2 separate regions of the Macaca mulatta genome follow, and region 2 is linked to region 1. The links are chromatin contacts, called in public Hi-C maps. All regions are on one chromosome and are shown on one strand. The core of a region is the stretch at or near the end of the contact, and the rest is flanking DNA. Distances in the headings are between cores, read along the strand shown. Region 1 overlaps LOC144335337 (a long non-coding RNA gene). Region 2 holds the start of PIRT (phosphoinositide interacting regulator of transient receptor potential channels).

Region 1 (4,066 bases), core at 960-3,459:
AGTCCTAGAAATGGGGTGGGCCACGCCTGCTCCAGAAAGTTGCTCACTATGGCTGGAACAAAAAGAAGAGCAAATACGCCTTGATTTAAAACTTAGGTTTTTTTGTTTGTTTGTTTTTTATTTTGGTTTGGTTTGGTTTGTTGTTGTTGTTGATACAGAGTTTCACTCTTGTCACCCAGGCTGGAGTGCAGTGGCACAATCTTGGCTCACTGCAACCTCCACATCTTGGGTTCAAGCGATTCTCCTGACTCAGCCTTCCGAGTAGCTGGGATTACAGGCACCTGCCACCACACCCAGCTAATTTTTTTGTATTTTTTAGTAGAGACAGGGTTTCACCATGTTGGCCAGGCTGGTCTCGAACTCCTGACCTCAGATGATCCACCTGCCTCAGCCTCCCAAAGTGCTGGGATTACAGGCATGAGCCACCGCACCTGGCCAAAACTTGGGTTTTATTCAGATTTGCTTTTATTTAAACACATAGAAGTAGACTATCAGACCATTGCAATCTGAAACTTAAACGGTTGTGAGATTAAGACCTGCCTGCCTTAAAGAAGAAAGATCTGGTCTTTGGTGTTTTCAGATCAGGTCTAAGGGGCCACCATAGTCTACAATGAAAGAACAAAGCCAGGCGTGACCGTGTGCACCTGTATTCTCAGCTACTCGGGAGGCTGAAGCAGGAGAAGTTCTTGAGCCCAGGAGTTCTAGGTTGCAGTGAACAGTGATTGCACCACTGCATTCCAGCCTGGGTGACAGAGCGAGACCCTGTCTCAAGAAAAAGAAAGAGGCTGGGCGCGGTGGCTTATGCCTGTAATCCCAGCACCTTGGGAGGCCAAGGCTGGTGGATCACGAGGTCAGGAGATCAAGACCATCCTGGCTAACACGGTGAAACTCTGTCTCTACTAAAAACACACACACAAAAAAAACTTAGTTGGGCATGATGGTATGTGCCTGTAGTCCCAGCTACTCGGGAGGCTGAGGCAGGAGAATCACTTGAATCCAGGAGGCGGAGGTTGCCATGAGCCGATATTGTGCCACTGCACTCCAGCCTGGGCGACAGAGCAAGACTCCGTCTCAAAAAAAAAAAAAAAAAAAAAGAGAGAGGTAGAAAGACTTGCCTCTGCAGAAAGGAGGAATTTCTCAGAAATGGAAAAGGAGACTCCAGAAAGAAGGAAAGAGAGAAAGGCAGGTGTTATGAGAATGGATTGACAGGGAGCTGGGTGAAGATCCCACAGAATTTGCTCAAGAAGAGGAAGGGTATGCAGCTGGGAAGAAGTGAGGGTAGAGGGAAAGGGCGAAGAGGACCTGACAAAAGATGGCAGTCAAGGGTCTTGTTCTAGAGTCCAGAAGCTTCATGGGGTCCTGTCTACACTGGGTCACTACACAAGCTCTTCCTCCCACTGGGGCCCATGAGGACTTCGCTTTGACAGCATCTGGCATCCAGCAATTTGCCCAGGGGCCTCCTTCCTTGGTTTCTGAACAAGTCACCTGGAAAACCCACTCTCTATATTTCCATAAAGTTACAAGAAACGATAGCTGGGGATCCGGTCTGCTTGCATGACCATAGGGTGAGCGAAGTCCCCTGCTTCTAATTCTTTTCTCTAAGGCCTGAGGGAGTAAAGATAAGATGGTATTGAGTCAGCTAAGGTGCCCCAAGCTCTCTGCTTTGAGAAGATTTTATGGGAGAATATCAACCAGCTCAAACATCCAGTCTCATCCCCAGAGGCATTCATTGTTCATCGTTTCATGTGCATTGTTCCAAAAAGTTTGTTTTTATTTATACCAACTGACCCATAACATTGGCAACTGTGTATTTCAGATGTGTTTCCAAACATTTAGAAAAAGAGAAGAAAAAAGCAAACAAACGACCTAGACTCTTAGAATAAAACTGGGTAGCAGTCCCTGGGTTGGTGCTACGAAAATATTGAGGAATTTTATGCAAAATAACTTGTACCCAAGGGTGAGTTTCAAAGGCACGGGAATGAATGATTTGGCTTAGTTGCCAAAGTCACGCTTCCCTAATTGCACAAAGAAAAAGCGTCAGTCAGCTTTTACAATTACCCTCCTTGACATCTACATCCCGCTTTCCTGATCACAGAGAGGAAAGAAAGCTAAAGTGGCTTGCAAAGAATGAGCCCCTGGGAGCAGAAAATGAGATTCTCTCCTTAAAAGCAAGAGGGAGGAGCGGAGAAGGCCAGATTGACAGAAAGAGCAGCTCAAGAGCTAATTAAGTCTGCAGAGGAGCCAGATAGGCCTCCTCCCTGGTTCACAGCCAGCAACCAAAGCTTTTTGATGTTGCTCGGAAATCTGTGTGGGCAGGCCCAACTTCATGCCCAAGAAGGATTTTTACTACAAAGGCCAGAAAAATCAAGAGAGAAGGAACATAGGAAGGGACCTTGGGCAGAATGAAAACCACCATCTGGCTGCACAGAGCTAGTGTGAGAAGGGCATTTACACTCTCACCTTAATATCTAAATGGTTATTTTAGTAAATTATTTTGCTTTTATTTGTTTAAATACCATGTCTCACTCTGCTGCCCAAGCTGGAATGCAGTGGCATGATCATAGCTCACTGCAGCTTCAAACTCCAGGGCTCAAGAGATCCTCCTTGTATACAGCTGGGGACAAACAAGAACGAGCCACTGAGCCCCGCCAAACTATTTTAACCAAAGGGAACAGGAAATTGTCGTCAAATGAGATCTTTGCCATCCATGCCGTGAATCGGGCCCCACCTAGTGTCAGCTTCTGGAATTACAAGCATAGGCGTTTCTGTCTTCCGCTGGTCTTGGGAAAACTAAATCAGAGTAGCAGGATGTGCCCCTCGGCTTTTCTTTCACTAGGATCTTACTGTAATTGTACACCCACCTCTGGTCCCATTTTTGGGGTCTCTACAAAGGGCTAACACAAATAATGCTAATAATATTTTCTTGCATTCTTGTATCCTTCCAGAATGCACAAAGCCCTGTCACACATTTAACCTCACAGCCACGGCCAGGAGGCAGGCAGAAAGGTGCAATTATCCGCATCTTACCAAAGAAAAAAAAAATTGAGGGACCAGAAAGACAAACTGACCTGTTCAAGGTCAAAGGCAACTTAATGATGGAGCCAGTACCAAAATCTCCAGCCCTCAAGTTTAGTGTGGTTCCCCCTAATCCTCACTCAAGGGTCTCAGAACACGCCTTACAGTGGTTGCAATTAGAGGCACCTGTCAAGCTTCAGAAACACACCAGCGCCCTGGTCCCACATCCAGAGACTGATTTAACTGGTGTGCTGTGATACCTACACACCAGTATTTTATAAAACTCTCCAGATGGGGCTGATGTGCAGCTAGCGTTGAAAACCACTATTAGAGAAATAAAACAGAAGAACAGAAAGCAATTATGCTGACATCTCAGAAAGCTATATTGCCACTAAAACACCATGCACACCAGAGATCGTCTCGAACGCCATGGACAAAGAACCCAGAACTGCCCCTCAGATCCCCATTTCTTCAACACACGGAGACATGAAGATATGCACACAAAGACACACACACGGACGTACAAACACACAAATACACAGAGACACACACAGAAATATACACAGCCATAGATACACACAGCTGACAACTTCATAATACACTAGGGACACAGCCTGCTTTCCTGGACTAGGACTACCCTCCCTCCTATAATCCACACCCAAACCTAAATGGGAGTGCCCCAGGTTCCTACTCTCCCACTCCACGATAAAGGATCTCCTTCGTGTTTGTTGAACACTATTCATCACATTTGTCAGATATCAGAATTCAGGAAAATCTCCCAAACCTCAGTCTATTCCCTGCCACATCTGATCAGAGGAATGAAACACCCAGAATAATTTCAGGTCAACCAGCACATGCTGCCCAGGAAAATGCTCCCCCTGAGTTGTCCACATAGAAAACCAGAGCAACTGGATTTACAGACCTCCAAGTTTCACCTGTGCAAGTCACACAACGTTTTCTGTATTTAGCGAAGTCTGGGTTAAATTCAAGCCTACAGTCAGACATCTGCCTTCCTCCCCAGACCTGTCTGGCCAGACCCCTGGCCAAGCTG
Region 2 (4,133 bases), core at 1,070-3,569, 62 kb before region 1:
AACATTCCAGAAGGAGACAGCCCACATGCACAGGGACAGGTGTTCCAAATGACATGCCACTGCCCAAAAGTGTTTACTAAGGAAACCAATTCATCTGGTTTGCTTGGAATGTTCATGGTTTTAGCACTGAAAGTCCCATATTTCAGGAAATCCATCAGTACCCAGTAAGCCTGGATGGCTGGTCACCCTACCTGTCTCCTGCAACACTGGACTGGCCAGGTGAGGGGGCACAGCGCTGAGCAGGAGCAGCTACACGGTGGGGAGTTAGGGCACTCTGGATAAGAGGCTAGGAGCCATCCCCAGGCAGCGACCATCCCTGCTCCCATCCCCTTCAACACCACAGCTGCAGTAGCAGCCTCTTCAACCCGAGACACCAGAGTCAGCTGCCCAGGGACCATGATGGCTCCTCACGCCTCCTCATCTGTTCTGCTAGGAAGGGGGTCTGCAGACAGAACAGCTTCAACCCTGGACATGTTCTCCTCTGATGCTTGCTGCCCCTCCAATTTACATTTATACTTAAATATATACTTATACACATGTGTATTATATGCATATATATTATGTATACATTCTTTAAGCACTTGCTATGAGCATTTTCTCATTTAATCTTCATAAAAACTCTGTGATGTAGTAATGATCCCACTCAATGAATACATGAGGAAATTAAGGCCCAAAGAAGTAATTCATCCAAGGCCAAATACAGAGATAGCAATATACCTCACATAGCTACCTTATAGAGTTGTGTGGGGAATAAGTGAATTGCTGTATATATAAAGCACTTAGAAGAGTGCCTGACATGGAGGGAGTAATAAATAAGGGTTTGACTTACAGATGGTATTACTCTGCCGCACTGCCATGCCCTGCAGAGGGTGGGGGACTAGCCTGAACTTTGTAAAAATAAATAAATAAATCATTTGATTATTTGCATTGCAAAATAATTCACTCTAGGGTTCCTCTGCAAGCCAGGTCACTTGGTGTTACAAACTGACTTGAGTATAAAGTCAGAGGCACCTAAGGCAAAGCAACTCACATCCTCAAAAACCTTCAACGTCAAGTTCCCCTGGACACTCAAGGCAGGCCTCTCACTGCTCACTGCCCTGAGCAGAGATGCTCATCTTCGCAGAGGACAGAGGGAGTACTCAACCTGATCTCTCACAGCAGCTCGGGGGACAGGCTCATCCTCCTGGCTGTCTGCTTCTCTAGGCGTGAATCACATAGCAACCTCTGCAGAGCCTTCCAGGCTCAGAATCTCCTGCTCATTGCACACGTGAGGAACTCAAGATGTCAAATATGGGAGATTCTCATACCTGCCTTGACAGCAGCTTCCTTGGACGGCTCCTAGGAAAGCCCTCCCAACAGACCACAGAGGACGCCCCTCAGTGTACTGTTCCCAGTAGCAAGGATGCCCACCCACCAGTCATCCTGAGGAGCAGCAGCTGCCCACATTCTCAGGTTAGTGTGGACCAGGGCAGGAGCCAGCGTGCCTTCCAGAATTGTAGGCAATTTTGCTGACCTCAGTGTATGCATCAGCATCTTGAGAACTGGCTACTCAACATCTCACACCCAGCTTCTCCAAGCACAGACCGGTAAAGGTTTATAGAGGTGCAAACCTTTTCACCCTCCTTGCACTGATATTCATCATTCTCTTCGCATCACGGTGGCAGCAGGCATCGCATGAAAAGCAACAGGGCATCGTGAGGAATGATTGGAGGAGTGATGGGGAACAAGCTCTTTTGCCTCTGTTTGAGATGTCGGGACCGGGATGGGGGTAAGTCCTGTTGTGGACTCCTGGCATTTTGTAACATAGAGTGCCCACCCATAGGCATTGGAAAGTTCCAAGGAGTGTCCCTGCCATCTTGCAACCAAGGGTGTTTTCTAAGTCTGTATGTGCCCCCTCCAATATCAAGAACACAGAGAGTTCCCAGATCGAATTACTAAGGCCTGCACTGAACAGACCCAGTGTAGCGTGAGTCAGCCAGAGGGTCTGATCCAGTCTTTGGCAACCCATCCCCACCACCGTGGCACCGCCACACACCTCCACCAACCCAGAAACTCCAGGTCCTCTGATTTCTGAGCCTGGGTCAGGAGAAGCTGCCCTGCCCTGGCATCAACGGAACGCACGCCTCCATGAAACTTGAAGACAGACTGCAGAGAAGCATCATGAATTTTTCACAAGATTCATCTCATCGTGGCTGAGCGCAGCTGAGAAAGCCACATTCCGAGGACCCGTGCCAACAGCTCACAAAGAGTTAACCCATTAGGCCATCGCCTGGTGAGCTCATCCATCCCTGCTGGAGCCTGCTCAGTTGCTGGGATTCACAGCACACCGACTTCTGGATGTGGTCAGGGTGGCTTTCTCCGGCTGGCATGGACTTGAGCAGAAAGTCATTGCCGGCTTCCTCCTTGCATGAGCACCGAGTGATTCCCAGGTCCCCCATCCTCCCCTGGGACGTCGAGGACAGTAAGTAAGGAGGGAACGTTTCCCTCTGCCCTTCCTTCCACCTCACTGGAGGAAAGAGCTGGTTTTAACTTTGTTTTGGAGCGTGTTGTCATTGAACTGGGGTTGGAAGGCAAGTAGGAACAACAAGCAGAGGAGAGGGGGCTATGCCCCGGGAGGGGGTGAAGCCAGCCTGGAGGCACTGCCTGCTGAGGGTCTTGGCAGACAGGGGTGGCTGGAGGAAGGGGGCCGCCCCTTGCTGTGTACTGGGAAGAAGGGAATTTGTGGGCAGAGGGCTGCTTCAGTCCTGCGTGTATAGCATCCAGCCTTCACCGTTAGCAGCCATTATGGGAAGGGCTGGGCAGGGACTATCCTACCAAATCTAGGTGGGAGAAGGAGCAAAAAAAGCCAGACCATAAAATGCAAGGCCACCCCCAGACCCCAGAGGACATGGGCGGAATCTCCGACCCAGGCCATCCTCCTGGGCACCCCGTATCAGACCTCAGCAGCTGCCAATGTCTTCCTCCTACAGCTGTGGCAGGTGCCTGGGGCAGGTGCCAGAAAAACAAGGTAGGGTGCGCTGGCTGCCTCGGGAGTTTTATCTCAGAAAGGGGGAACAAGGCAGGCACATGCAAACACAGACAAAGACGTGGCTCAGTCAGGCAACTGTGTGCCGTGGGGACCCTATATCCGGGTAAAGCCAGACGTGATCACACACATGATCGCCCAAGTTATTTTTCTACCCTGTCACTGGCCAGGGTCTGGGCACCAGCTGGGTGGCCCGACGAGGGAGGTGAGTGGCACCCTCCAGGTTGACTGTGACCTTTGGGAAACTTCCCTTCCTAGAAGCGCTATGAGCAGCTGACAGATGGGTGGCCATGGCCATGGTGACAGCAGCAGCTTACTCAGAAACTCTCTAGCTTCTACTTTATCAGCCCAGACACTTGGCTCCCACTCACCTTCTCAGAGGGGTGGACAGTCACCAACAGAATGTCCTGGTGAGGGGAAGACAGCACCGCCAGAGAAGACAAGGGACTCTGAGGACGACCACTGGCAAGCTGGAGATGGGTGGGGCATTAATGGGGACTCCATGAGGGAAACAGGAGGACCCTCCACTTCTCACCACTCTGGGTCTTCCACAGGAATAATACATGGTGTTACTCCCACCACTTCCATCCTGCCTTCCCCGCTTCTCCCCCAGACTCCCCTTACTGGGCCCAGCCTCCCAGCAGTGAGGTAATGTGTGCCTCTCTCCTCTGCTTTCAGCTCTTGCAACTCCTAGAATAGCCCAGGTGCTATCGGAGCTCTGTAGATGGAGGGACCTGAGGGGCAGAAACTCGGGAAGGACCAGATAACTCCAGGTCCACGCACAGCAGCACAGCGGAACCTCTTACAATATTAAGGTCACCAGATGTATTGCCAGATACCCAATTCAATTTGAATTTGATGATGAATAAGTTTTTTGCATGCATTGCTCCCATGCAATATCGAAACATTCTTATACGAAAAAGGTATCCATTGTTGATCTGAGGCTGAAATGTAACTGGACACCTTGTAGTTTTATTCTCTAAATCTGACAACCCTATTAATACCAACCGTATTTCAGCACGTTCAAAGGAGGACAGCACCAGGGAAAGGCTGGGGAGTGAGTTCGGAGGTGGAGATGTACAGGTACGGGGTGGTGGAATGCAAGTGA

What was found. Hi-C and Micro-C count contacts between places; a contact is called where the count stands out from the background.
Region 2: a Hi-C map of fetal cortex germinal zone shows a contact between it and region 1, with 2.2 times the contacts expected there. The contact joins the promoter of PIRT here to the enhancer-like site in region 1. A contact is called at or near these places in 7 of 14 Hi-C or Micro-C datasets (CD4 T cells, blood, cortical neurons and 4 more).

What each region holds. Positions count from the first base shown.
Region 1 is chr16:12,279,909-12,283,974 of T2T-MMU8v2.0, reverse strand. All of the region lies in intron 2 of LOC144335337 (a long non-coding RNA gene), which reads right to left. Among named protein-coding and RNA genes, the nearest start is that of TMEM220, 42 kb to the right of the region's middle. Within about 2 kb of position 2,209, at least 9 of the 40 cell types and tissues checked have an H3K27ac peak or open chromatin away from gene starts, as enhancers often do. A contact at or near this core is called in cortical neurons and fetal cortex germinal zone, where this site is marked.
Region 2 is chr16:12,342,274-12,346,406 of T2T-MMU8v2.0, reverse strand. PIRT (phosphoinositide interacting regulator of transient receptor potential channels) reads left to right here and starts at 2,319. Exons shown (of 2, transcript XM_077970378.1): 1 at 2,319-2,461. The region is part of intron 3 of LOC144335337 (a long non-coding RNA gene); the gene reads right to left.